Regions from separate parts of the Arachis hypogaea genome. Here region 2 is linked to region 1. Evidence: chromatin contacts called from public Hi-C data. All regions are on one chromosome and are shown on one strand. The core of a region is the stretch at or near the end of the contact, and the rest is flanking DNA. Distances in the headings are between cores, read along the strand shown.

The links. A called contact is a pair of places that touch in the nucleus more often than the background predicts.
Region 2: a contact with region 1 is called in a Hi-C map of leaf, with 2.3 times the contacts expected there. The contact joins the promoter of LOC112793739 here to the enhancer-like site in region 1. A contact is called at or near these places in 2 of 8 Hi-C or Micro-C datasets (leaf and an unstated tissue).

The regions. Positions count from the first base shown.
Region 1 is chr1:7,567,754-7,574,337 of arahy.Tifrunner.gnm2.J5K5, reverse strand. No RefSeq gene overlaps it. Among protein-coding and RNA genes, the nearest start is that of LOC112793770, 14 kb to the right of the region's middle. Within about 2 kb of position 3,642, at least 3 of the 3 cell types and tissues checked have open chromatin away from gene starts, as enhancers often do.
Region 2 is chr1:7,608,309-7,614,799 of arahy.Tifrunner.gnm2.J5K5, reverse strand. LOC112793739 (peroxidase 4) reads right to left here and starts at 4,153. Exons shown (of 4, transcript XM_025836243.3): 1 at 3,855-4,153; 2 at 2,494-2,685; 3 at 2,014-2,182; 4 at 149-841. The coding sequence starts at 4,076. The coding sequence ends at 450. LOC112793695 (U-box domain-containing protein 4) reads left to right here. Exons shown (of 6, transcript XM_025836240.3): 6 at 497-885.

The DNA of each region.
Region 1 (6,584 bases), core at 2,393-4,892:
AGTAAAATTAAAAAAAGATCTTTTTTGAGAAGCTGTAATTTACATCTTTTTTTAAAAGATCTTTTTTCCTTAAAAAAAAGATATTTTTCATGTAATAAATAAACAAAAAAGTACTTTTATATTGTTATACCCAAACATAATTGATAGATAAAAAGACCTTTTTACATGAGATATCCAAACATAAAATTACTTTTATTTCTCTATAAGATCTTTTAAAAAAAGATAACTCGAAAAAAGATCTTTTCTTAGAAGCTCACCCAAACAAGACTTAAGTTTATGACTCCGACAAGAAGAATTGTTGTTTTTTTACAATCTTAATTACCAGCTATGGTTAATTAATTGATTAATTATTAATCAATTATCATTAAATTGATGATGCACTTAATTAGAGAATATATTTGATTTGAATTGTTTAGGTATATTGGCAACAGTGTTGAATGTCATGTCTTTGCTTGCTCCATCTATGTGTAGGTGTTAATAATTAGTTCATGCCACCAAGCACTTATTGTTTTAATTTGTGTTTATGTGAAGTTTTTGCTTTGTTATTTTATGTTTTTGGCAATGAAATGAATAGAAGAATAACACTGGTTGCAATCAAAATAAAACTTAGAACATTGTCAAAACTTGAATGTCCACAAAATAGATGGTTATTTTTATCAGTTTTTGGATGGTTGGTTTTCATTGTAGTGTCTCTTATGCAGCTTTTACTTCATTAATAGCTTGCTTGAATTATGTGATGTTTGAAGGATGTCTTGTTTTTTTAGTACGCAAATGTATACATGGTGCATATAGCGGGCTCCGGACTCGAATATTCGTTTCTGAGTTGACATGAAAGGGATGGTTATTATGTATCCAGATGTTCATTTTATTATGTATGGTTCGTTCATTCAAAAAGTAGATGTTTATTTTATTTATAGTGTTGATCTTTTGCTTGATTTGCTGAATTCTACATATACATGCTCCATTAGTTTATTTTGTTAAGTGGTTTTGGAGTAATGAAAAAAAATTAGATTAGACTTAGTTTATGTTTTCTTGAATTGAAGTTGGGTTTGAGTTAGGCTATTTAAACATGGTGCACGGATAAAATTTTGGTTAACTTGTTAGATGTTTATTATTAACTACAGTGGATGTTCATTTTACTATGTATGCGAATGTTCATTTTATTCTGTGTTGGAATTGAATTTCACTCTGTTCTATTTGTTATAGTGAAAGCAATCATTTAGTTAATCATTTAGTTATACTTTTTTTAGGTTAATATTTTTCTCCATGGATTGTTGATTATCTTCTAAAGCTTGGGGTTAATGAGTTTTTGTTACGCACTAGTAATTGATATGCCTGAAAATTGAGCTGTGTTCCTGCTATCCAATGCACATCGGCTACCGCACAGGTTACAAAATTGAAGAGCAAGAAAGAGAAAGAAGGATCATAGGTACAATCTCTAGCAGCCAAAATGTTGGAGAAAGATTAAAAGTAGAGAGCTCCTGATAATATTCTTTAACTTAGCCTTGAAGAACTTAATACTATCATCATGATGCAACATTTTTTAAAAATTCTTGTTATTTTGACACACACTTTTAAATATTGATGACTAACTGCTGGCTTTTTAGTATTTTTCTAAACTATAAATTATATATCTCGTGTAAATGTTATATAATAAAAAAATTCTTTTAATGTTTACAAGAATCGTATTTTAATCTCTAATTCCTAAACCATAAAACAAAAGAAACATACGAAGCATGCGCATACAAAAACCAAAAAATTAAATAAAGAATAAATGGTATACCCAAAATAAACATTCACTTTAGAAAGAAAGGAACAATCCGCATACACAGTAAAATGAACATCCACATTAGTTGATAAGAAAAAGCTAAGCAATTGACCAAAAATACCACTCGTGCATCATATTTAAATGGCGTAACTAAAACCCAACTTAAATTCAATCAAATCTAATTCAACCCACATAATAAAAAAAACTTGGGGGCATGTGCAAACAAAATCCAAAAAACAAGTAAAAGGCAAACGGTATGCCCAAAATAACCATCTATTTTAGAATGAAAAAAACCATTCGCAATTATAGTCAAATGAACATCCGATCTAGTTTAAATGGCTAAAGAAAAATACAATTTAGTATTTGTTTTACAAACTTAAATGTCACATGTAACAAACCAGACCACTCGCTAACACGATATTGTCCGCTTTGATAGCTGAAGCCCCATACTTACTCGTTAAAACACGTCATGCTAGGGAAAGGTATCCACACTCTTATAAGGCATGCTTCGTTCCACTTCCCAAGCGATGTGGGACCTTATAATCCACCCCCTAAAGGATTCCAACACCCTCGTTGGCACATCGATCCGGGCTCCGACTCTAATACCATTTATAACTGCCCAGACCACCCACTAGCACGATATTGTCCGCTTTGGCACACAAGACCTCACAGTTTTGCCTTTGACGATAAGGATGATAGCCGAAATCCCACACACTCACTCTCGTCAAAACGCGTCATATTAGGGAAATGTATCCACACCCTTACTTTCAATAAATATATTGGCTCTCAATACTTTCTTTTTAAATAAAGATGTCTTAATCCTTTTTCTTTACTTTTCTTTTTTATAGATAATTTGTTTAATAACAATTTTAGATTTTATACAAAAATAACTGAATATGAATTTATACAACATACAGTTATACATAGTTTTACAGACACTATTTTTTTGGCCCAAAATTATTTAATATTAAAATCTATTTGTTTGTTTTAACATCAACATTTCCGTTGTCATCCAGCGATTAGGATATCTGGCTTTTACTCAGAAAACCTGGGTTCGATTCCACATTAATAGTGATAGGAAAAAGAAGAAGAACAGGCAAATAGACTTCCACATTAATAATTTGATATATAACATATAATGCATAACGGTAAAAATGAAAAGTATTCTTTTTTTTATAATAAAAAAATAAAAACATTATGTACATTATACACTTTTCTCAAAAAAATAATTATAATGTTCACTTAAAAAAAATCTCCACATACAATTTAATGTAATGTACACATTTTATATATTTCAAGAATCAGACAAATGAGGGGATCCCTTGCAATCCCCACCTAATGAGAGAATTTTAAATTTCTACAATGAATGTGATGAACTATATATATGTCCAGAAAATAAATAATAAGAACATGATTTTACATATCTAAATAAACAAATTAATCCCCAATTATTTGTGTGTGATGATCTTTCTCGTAGCTCATGCATAATGCATATTTATTTGCAAGTATGTAAGACATGATTGTTTTGGCTGGTGGAAGGTAGTGATACGCCAATTTGTGAAATTAGTTCATGCTAAGCATTGTCACATAGCATTTTTTTTAAATCGAATAAGGGATTATCATAGGATCCAACTATCCTATTTTTAAAAAGTTAAATCCTTAATTTAAGCACCTTCTCGTACCTAGCTTTTTAAATTAACCTTTTAGACTTCCTGTTGTTCTCGATTTTTTGTTTTGATAAAAGCTGGTGGGCTTAGCATGCACCCAAAAGAAAAATAACCCAATAATATTTTTGGGTTATGGAGACATCTAAAATGAATATAACAAAAATGCTAAAGACGATGGATAGAATTATTGTAAGAGATCAAGAAGACACCTTGTTCTGACAAAAAGAAAAGAGTGTATACTGTATACATTTACATTGGGTGTGTGTAGTGTAAGACCAAAAAACAAAAGAAGATATTTTGTTGGCTTTGGACAATCTTTACAAGAATGTCGCACATAAATTTTATCCAATTCTTATCTCCAAAACAAAATAATTTGTATCCAATTCATTGATCTTAGTCTCCTTTATTCTCTTGATTTATTCATAGATCTTTGTCTTAAATGTTATATATCAATAATGTTTAAGAGACAATAAAAAATTAGCCCAAACAACTCAAAATTATTTTATTTAATATTTACTAATTATCGTTAAAATAATGATACAATTTTAGATGTAATAACTATGTAATTACGGATATTATATATATAAAATTATGGATGTTATGTTATATAAGATAATTTTAAAAATCATCTCCCTAGTATTACTAGTTATAGATATAATTATTCATCTTTTTTTATCCGTTTAAATTTTTAAGAAAAATAATTTTATAATATAATATAAAAAATTTTATGATTTAAAAATCTAGAATTTAATCCTTCTTCATCTTAAAAAAAATTATAAAATCAATAAAAAAAAATTATACAAAGAATTTACACAATAATCTCAAAAGTTAAAAATAATGCTAATGGGTTACACGTCTAATTTGGAACTAAATTGAAAATTGATGACCATATATTTTTACCAAGTGAAGTATTATCCTATAAGTCAGGTGTATTTGTAATACGCCAAAGGTAGATTATGATGCTTTCGTTTTTTACTCGTGGATGATTTATATTTTGATGGCATCAAAACGAAGTCGTATCTCTATTGAACTCTTGGACTATTTCTAGGCTTTTCTTTGGGAGGGGGATCAAGAGCCAAAAGAAACAATTTTTGAAAAAATCCCATGATGAGAATATGAGATCATTATAATTTTGCATAACTATACATGTTTGAATTTTTGATTAATTAATGTTTGTTTATTTTTTTATTGTCAAAGTAAAGTTTGAGGTTTGCCAATTATATAAGATGGTGGACATGAAGTACACGATGGCTAGACCAACTATGGGATTCAATCTTGATATCTCACAATCTTATAGTTTGTCAAAACCTTTACCAACTACATCATCAACAAGGCTAGTTGATAGTTGTGGCAGAAGGTTTAGAAAGTGGGTAGTATCTTGTATATAAATTATGGTCAATTACAAGTTCACATATTTTGATAGATAAGATATAATTGTAAAAATAATTTTTTTTATAATAATTATATCCACTTTTGTTTTGTATGTGTGATGTATAAGAATAGATAGAATAGAATTTACCTAATATTGTACATGTTATATTGATTATTTTTGTTTTTTGATAAAAAAAAATAGTTAATAAATGTCTCTTTTACATGAATTCCGAATTTGATTATATGATTAAATAATGAATTTAAATTTGGATTTATATTTTTAAGTTTGGTTTTTACCTAATTATAACCAAATTTTATAATATGATTTTAGAGTGTATTTAATTATTAAGCTAATTATATCATAAAGTTAACTATCAAACATGTCCCAAATCATAATAATCATAATTCGAAATCAACTTATAATCAAACACATTTAAAGTTGTAATCAAACCCAAAAATTAAAATTAAAGTTCAAAAATCATATTATATATGTTACGTGTACACTAATTTTAGTCACCAATTTCAGATAATATATATATATATATATATATATATATATATATATATATATATATATATATATATATATAGTGGCGGAGTTTGACATAAAATTTTGGGAGCCAAAATTTAATAATAATATTTATATTAAAATAAAATTTATCAATATAATTATTCTTTAAGTTTGTTACTAATAAGATAATAAATAAATAATTCTACAGATAAAAAATATAAAATAGTTTATAATAATATTCTTCGAATCTTTAGTGACTTGAAATCTACAATAATTGAATCAGAACTAAATTTTTCAGCAATTTCTTTCTCAATGTAAATAACCAAACTATCCGCGAGAAAGTCGTCCTCCATCTTGTTTCTTAACCTTGTCTTTATTATTTTCATTGCTGAAAATGATCGCTCTGTAGTAGCGATAGAAATTGGAAGAGTTAATATCAGATGAATCAATCTATCAATCAAATAATACACTTTTGACTTTTTTTGTTTCTGCTAAACATCTACACAGTTTATGAATAGTTGACAAATTCTTCATTTCTGGATGCTGACGAGCATCAAGAATAAAATGCTGAAGTTGAAAAGGCAAATTAATCTTCTCTTGTTCAGTAAAGTCTTCGGGATAGTAGCTGTCAACAAGAGTAGAAATCTTAGCAATATCAAAATTTTTGTAAGCATCCTTAGGCATGAGAGTAGAGCTCAGACTTAGTAGATCCATTACTTGATCATTAAATCTGCTATTTAACTCTTGTAATTGCTTATCAATTGTGACTAAAAATAGCTTAGTAGATAACTTTTTGATTTGATTTGATTGTTAGATGATTTTTTTTATAATGATGATTTTTATCTTTTATTTTATTAGATGATCTTTTTTGTTAGATAACTTTTTTGATTTGATGATCTTTATTTGATTTGATTGTTAGATGATCTTTTTTATAATGATAATTTTTATCTTTTATTTTATTAGATGATCTTTTTTATTCTTATCTTTTTTTGTTAGATAACTTTTTTATTTGATTTGATTTTATCTTTTAATTTTGATTATGTTTTGAATGTTGAAAACTAAAAATTAATGTGTAATAAAAGCAAGAAATGAAGATTGAACTTGGGTACTTTAAGTTATGGTAAAGTATTTGAGCCAACTAAAGTACTAAACTATTTTCTACTTTTTGAAGAAGTACTACTAAATTTTTTTAAAAAAGTTTTGGAGAGCTATGGCCCTCCTTGTCTCAACTAAGTTATGTCCCTGTATATATAAAGGGTAAATACCC
Region 2 (6,491 bases), core at 2,904-5,403, 40 kb before region 1:
TCATTTTACTATGGCTTGGTCTGAACATGAGTTATACAAGAATATTAGTAAGACCATCGTGTATATGTGACAGTGTATTTGGTTTGAGCAAATCATAAAATCATTGCCTTCTTCTAAACAATAGTATAAATATATTTTCACTTAACGGTAGTGATCAATGTACTAAATATTTTATTCCATAATGATAGTTGATAGGCGATAACATTTTCTATATTGAACTACACAAGAACCCACTAGAATGGAAATTCTTGTGTTTCTCTTTACATAAACAAAGAGAAACACATGAAAAGATCCATTATATAATTCACACTTTTCCAAATCACTAGTGTTCACTTAATTAGAGTCTTAAACAGCTTAAACTAACTAAACTGCTTCTCAATTTCCAGAGCCACAAAGTTCACATCAAGAAATGAATTTATGTGTCTTTATTCATAAATTTAATTCATGAACTAATTCACTCTTCTGCAATTCTTCCTTATCTCCCCTTTTGACCCAGTTAAGGGCAGGATGTTCCCCATCTTAATCATTCCAGTAACAAAGTCAGAAGCAAAGGCCTTATTATTCTGACTATAGGCCTTAACAAGTGAATCAGTGGATCCACCATTGAAGAGTTCTTGATCAGAATGAAGGAGACCCTTTTTGTTGATGAGGTTCTTGTAGTAGTTGTTCTCAAAATGTGTGGGTGTTTGTAGGTCCAAGGGTGCTAAATTGTTGTCTCCTGTGCCATTTTGCCTTGGACAATTTTTCTGCCTTAACTTGGCAAATGAAGGGTCAATGTCGGTGTCATTGTATATGTGACCTCTGAAACTTGTACACCTTGCTTTGCCAATTGTGTGAGATCCTGAAAAACCACAAAATAAATGAAAAAATTAATTAATTAATTAATAGTGATGAATCTAGAAAATTTGAATAACAGAACAAAGACAATATTAAAATGTTGAAATTAGTAAATGAATGTCTTAAGAATATTATCTGAGAATAAAAACAGAATTATTTTCTGCTAGTGCATTAGGATTTATAAATATTTTTTTATTAAAACTTTTTATTTGAAGTAGCTTTAACAAGTTCCTCAAAATGTTATACTGTTATACAATTATTACATTAATAAATAGTGGAGGCAAAACACATACATATATAGTTGAAAACATTCAAAATTTAGTGGGCAGATATAAGTTATAACCCAACATAAAAGCAATTCAGTTTGATATATCCTTATTGGGTTATCCAAGCATACATTATTATTCTTCTTTAAAGAACAATAATACATTATCAAGTTATTAAAGGTGTTTGTCCCTTTCATATAAAAACGTATTTGATTCTATATAGTATGATTAGTTGGTATAATCACGTGGCCATCCATTATTATTAGTAACATTGATGATCCACTGCACTATGCCATGTGCAAAAACTTTTAGGTAATTAATCATATAATCTCGTCATAAAAATAATTAAAAACTAAGGCATACATAAAATTGTGAATACAAATTTATTTGATAATAATATAAAATAATTATAAACATATTTATCTTCTTAACTATGGTGGATATGCATGATTTTACCTTCTAGTCAACTCAACAGTATTATATTGTTGGTTATGAAGTGACTTGACAATTAGCTAAAAAAGCACGTAATAATGCAATGAACATATACTAGTTGTTTAAAAGTCATATTCATGTACACCTAATATAATTAATGAATTCCATTTAATTTGGCGAAACCATATGGTTACATACAAAATCAACATCGAAATGTGTCACCTTATCACAGACTAAAGCACTGTTTTCATATAAAGAGAGAGTGAGGTGTAAAGTATAAACTAAACTACAATAAAATATATGTGACTCACTCTTTTTTGAGTTATCAATTGTGACTTATCATCACTTTATATCAAAAGGTATGGATTATATTTATAAAATAGAACTATACTTTAATTATTCTATAAATATAAAAAAATAAGCTATTTTATTATCAAGCATAATTAATTAGAGAGAGTGAGTATGAAAGGAAAATTACCAGATAAGGCAACCAAGTCCTTGACATCAAGGCCATGTGACTTAAAATTGGAAATTAGGGTACTAAGGTTAGAAGTGGGAGCTGGAATTACACCAGTGTTGGCAGCTGTGAAATTTGCTGTTCTTGAATCCCTTCTTCCAAGTTTCACATCCCAAAAAGGCCCTCCAAGCTTAACAAATAGAGCAAAATAAATTATGATAAACATTGTCAATTTTATTACTAGTAATATCCTAAATTAGTTTTTTAAAAAAATTTAATCGAAATTTTAATATATTTTAATTATTAAATCAGTTTTTATTATTATTATTATTATTTAATAAAAATATATTAATTTTTAAAAAATTTTAATTATTTCTTTTATAAATTGTTTAACAAAATAAAAATTTAATAATTAAAATTGATTAAGAACTAAAGTTTCAACTAAAAATTTCTCAATTCTTGTTAGGTTATATTTAATTAGTAGAATAATATGATACTCACAATAACAACAGCATCACGAGAAGCAATGGCCAAGATATCAGCACATGAAACAACACCGGGGCACAAAGCTTCAACCTTTGACTTGATTGCATCAATTACTTCAAACCCTCTCACTGAGTTGTTATTTGCTGCTGCTGTCTTCTCTCCTTTGAATGTTGATGTATCATCCAATAACAATGATCCATCACACCCCTGCATTTTTCATGTTCCCACATGCATGCACCTCAATTTCTTAGCTGCTTTAATTTTAATTAAATCATATACACAAAGTGGAACTAATAATAATAGGGTGCATACCTAAAATAAAAATTTATTTGTAATTATTTTTATACGAAATTAATAGTTAAAAATTATCAAATAATTTAATATATTTAATTAAATATAATAATTTTTAACCATTAATTTTATACAAAAATAACACGTGAATTTTCACCAGACTAATAAACCATCTATGAGCCATTAGTTGGTTGAGATCTTTTTTATTTATTTGATTTTTTTTATTCAAAGTGTCACATCCCTCTGAAATGAAAGTTATAAAATGAAAAGAGAACACGTACTAATGGGTTGAGAGCCATATATATATATATATATATATATATATATATATATATATATATATTGAGAATTATCCGAATGGCTTATATAAACTATCAATATTTATGAACTAATTTTAAAAGTAATATAACATATGTGATATATTTCAAGCTTTCAACTCTAGATCTAGAATTTCATATTTAGATCGTGAAGTTTTCTTGACCAATAAAAATGATGAAGGTTTTAAGAAGCAATATCTGCAACTAGTATATAATAATGTCACCAAGGAATAAAAAAAACTAGTATATAATAATAAATGGTTATTATTATATCATCCTAACAAACAATATATGCGCTTTACATGTATATAAATGAAAAAAAAAAAACTATATAAAAAATATGTGTTATGTCTCAAGTGCACTGGCATGAACTTAAGTATATAAATGCCAATAACTCTTTGCATGCACTTCGTTAATAATTAATCAATTAATGCAGTGGATAATGCACTATAAATTATTCTAAATTTATAACTACTCAACATTATAATTGTTCATCATGATTTCTCACAGTTTAAATTTTTGTGAACTAATAATATAAAATAATTTTATATTGTTAACACATAAAAATTATTCTCTTAATATAATACCTTACATTTTTTTTCTTTAACCTTAGGTTATAAATATTTAAAAATTGATACCACTCCATTCAGGAGTACCGAAATAGACAAAAATTTAGAGGATGACATTGTAAAAAGTTTAACATTAATATTAATATATTTAAAAAAATAAAAAACACCAAAAACAATGTAGTAGTAGTAGTTGAATTACATCAATAAAGCAATCATGGAAGAAGAGGCGAAGAATAGAAGCACCAAGGCGTGGTTCTTTGGCCACAGCATCTTCAACAACAGATTTCACAGCACTGAAAACTTGTGGACATTTTCTACAATAGAAATTCTCTGAAAGTAGATGACCTGAAGAAGAGGTTCCAGCAAGAAGAGCAAGAAAAAAAACAAGGAATAAAGAAGAAGAAGAAGGAAAAAGTGTCATATTTGTTTCTTTTTTTTTATGTGAAAGTATATATGATGATTTGATGAATAAAGGGTGTAGTGTGAGACTCCAATATATAGAGTGTAAACTCATGATTAATTAATTCTCACCTAATTAGCTAGCATCTATATTGATCAAATAATTAAATATAATAAAATGTATTGCATGGCAATAACAGTGTCACCTCTTGAAATTTTTGATTGAATTGATAGATTGATCAGTAATTAACTATTTTTGAATTATTATTAATAAATAGAGATAATTAGAATGAAATACCTTTTCATTTATGAAATCCAAACTTAATTAGAGATATTTTGTTAAGTAAAACCGAACATTTATTATATATCCACCATGTCATGAATCTATTTTCTCAAAATATCATATGATAATTCAGTTTTAGTGACAGTTTTATGGATGATTACGTTATCGATAATATTAAAATAATTATAATGACGCCCTATTCAAAATGTGTTGTCTCAAAAAAATCAGCATATAATTTATATTTAACTGATGATTTACCATCAGTAATAAAAAATGTGTGTTTTTTTTTTAAATAGAATTTACTGAGATTAAATCATCGGTAATATTAAAAATTAATATAATAAAAAAATATAAATAATTATATTTTTAATACGTCTCTTTAAATAAAAATTTATTTTTAAATTTGGTTAAATTTTAGCATAATCCTTTTTTTTTAATTTTCTTATGCTACTTGCTTTTTTATATTTTTTTGGAGATAATAAGAATTGAATTTTAAACTTTTTATTCATAAAAAATTTTGATATTATATTATAAAATTATTTTGAAACTGATAAAATCACATAAATAATTATATTTATAGGAGACCATTTGAATAAACACCGGATTATGTTTTCTAGTATAATAAATATAATATTTATACTATTTAATAAGAAGAAATTCGATTCTATTGTGTCGGTTGATGTTTAAGGACAATAATTCATTGTTTTTCATCATTATCTTATGATAGTTTCCATTGAAAAAATACTATATATTTTTCTCTAAACAATTACAAGAATTTTTAAAATATATTCTTATATTTAATTTATTTTATTTTTAGCATCAAATATTTTATTAATAAGATCTAAAATTATTTTCAGGTGAACATTAAAATTTATAATAATTTTTGTCTTAAATATTTGGTTTATGTTTCAAATCCTGATTAAATTATTATTAATAAATAGAGATAATATTTTAGAAGCGAGCGTAGCAACATGCATAGCATATTTTTTTAATGAAAAATGGTAATTTTCACTTTTTGAGTAAAGAGTGAAGATTGATTAGTATTTCTATAATGAGGTATTAAGGTTCATTCTTATAAAAGGTGAAATGTACTATAAACTTGTTGAAAAATGGTGTCCATGAAATATTTTCTTTTCCCAAAAGGTGCAGATTGTGGTCTTAGCGTGTTGTCCCTTTGCTACGATTACGACAATGCCAGCTCGCCAACGTTGAATATTACATGTTGCAAAAAGTGCCTGCTAAATAAAATGTATTGGTAATCATCAACTAGGCTTTGGTCGTGTTGTTAATTCATTCATTTATTTAAACAAATATCAAAATTTTAAATATTATTTGTATACGTAACAATTTATTAATTAACATGAACTTTTGAATAGAACTCAAATTTAGAATAAATTAATCTTTCGTCTGTTGAGATAAGATATATACTGTCTCCAACAAATTAAAAAAAATAAAATGTGTTGGTTTTGTACGTATTGTTAATTTATTTAGTAAAATGCAATAGAGAGAATTTGTTTTATTCAAGCATGATAATTTTTTTAATTTTTAACATTTTATTTTTATTGTTTAAAATATTTTATTTTTATCTAAAATATTTTAAATAGATTTAATATTATAGTTTCGTTAAATTAAAAGAAATTCTTAACACCCTTAGTAAATGTACAACGTTGACAAAATTTGCTAAATAAGTATTTTCAACTCACATATTGTCCACGTTAGCTATATTATTAATCTATTTATTTATCAAGTAAATTCTAATATCTTCTAATATAAATATTATAACCATTTTTCTTATTTATAAAAGCATAACATTACCAAATTCATAGATATTATTAAACGAAAAAAATTGTTTAATTGATAACATTTTCATTGAACAGATAGTAATGGTGTTAAATATTTAAAATACGATATTTTAAATAGAAAAGAGTAGATTAAAATTTAATTTAAATATTAAAAACTAAAACAATATTTTATTATCATTTATAAATCAGATTCTAATATGATTAATAATATATATCTTCTATTTTATTATGACCGAGAAAAGTGCAACTGTTATTATATCAAATGGCTAAAAGAAATTATTAAGTAGTTGAATTATACATGAGAGTGAGGTGAATAATGGAATTGTTATAGAAGACTATATACTATTGTGAA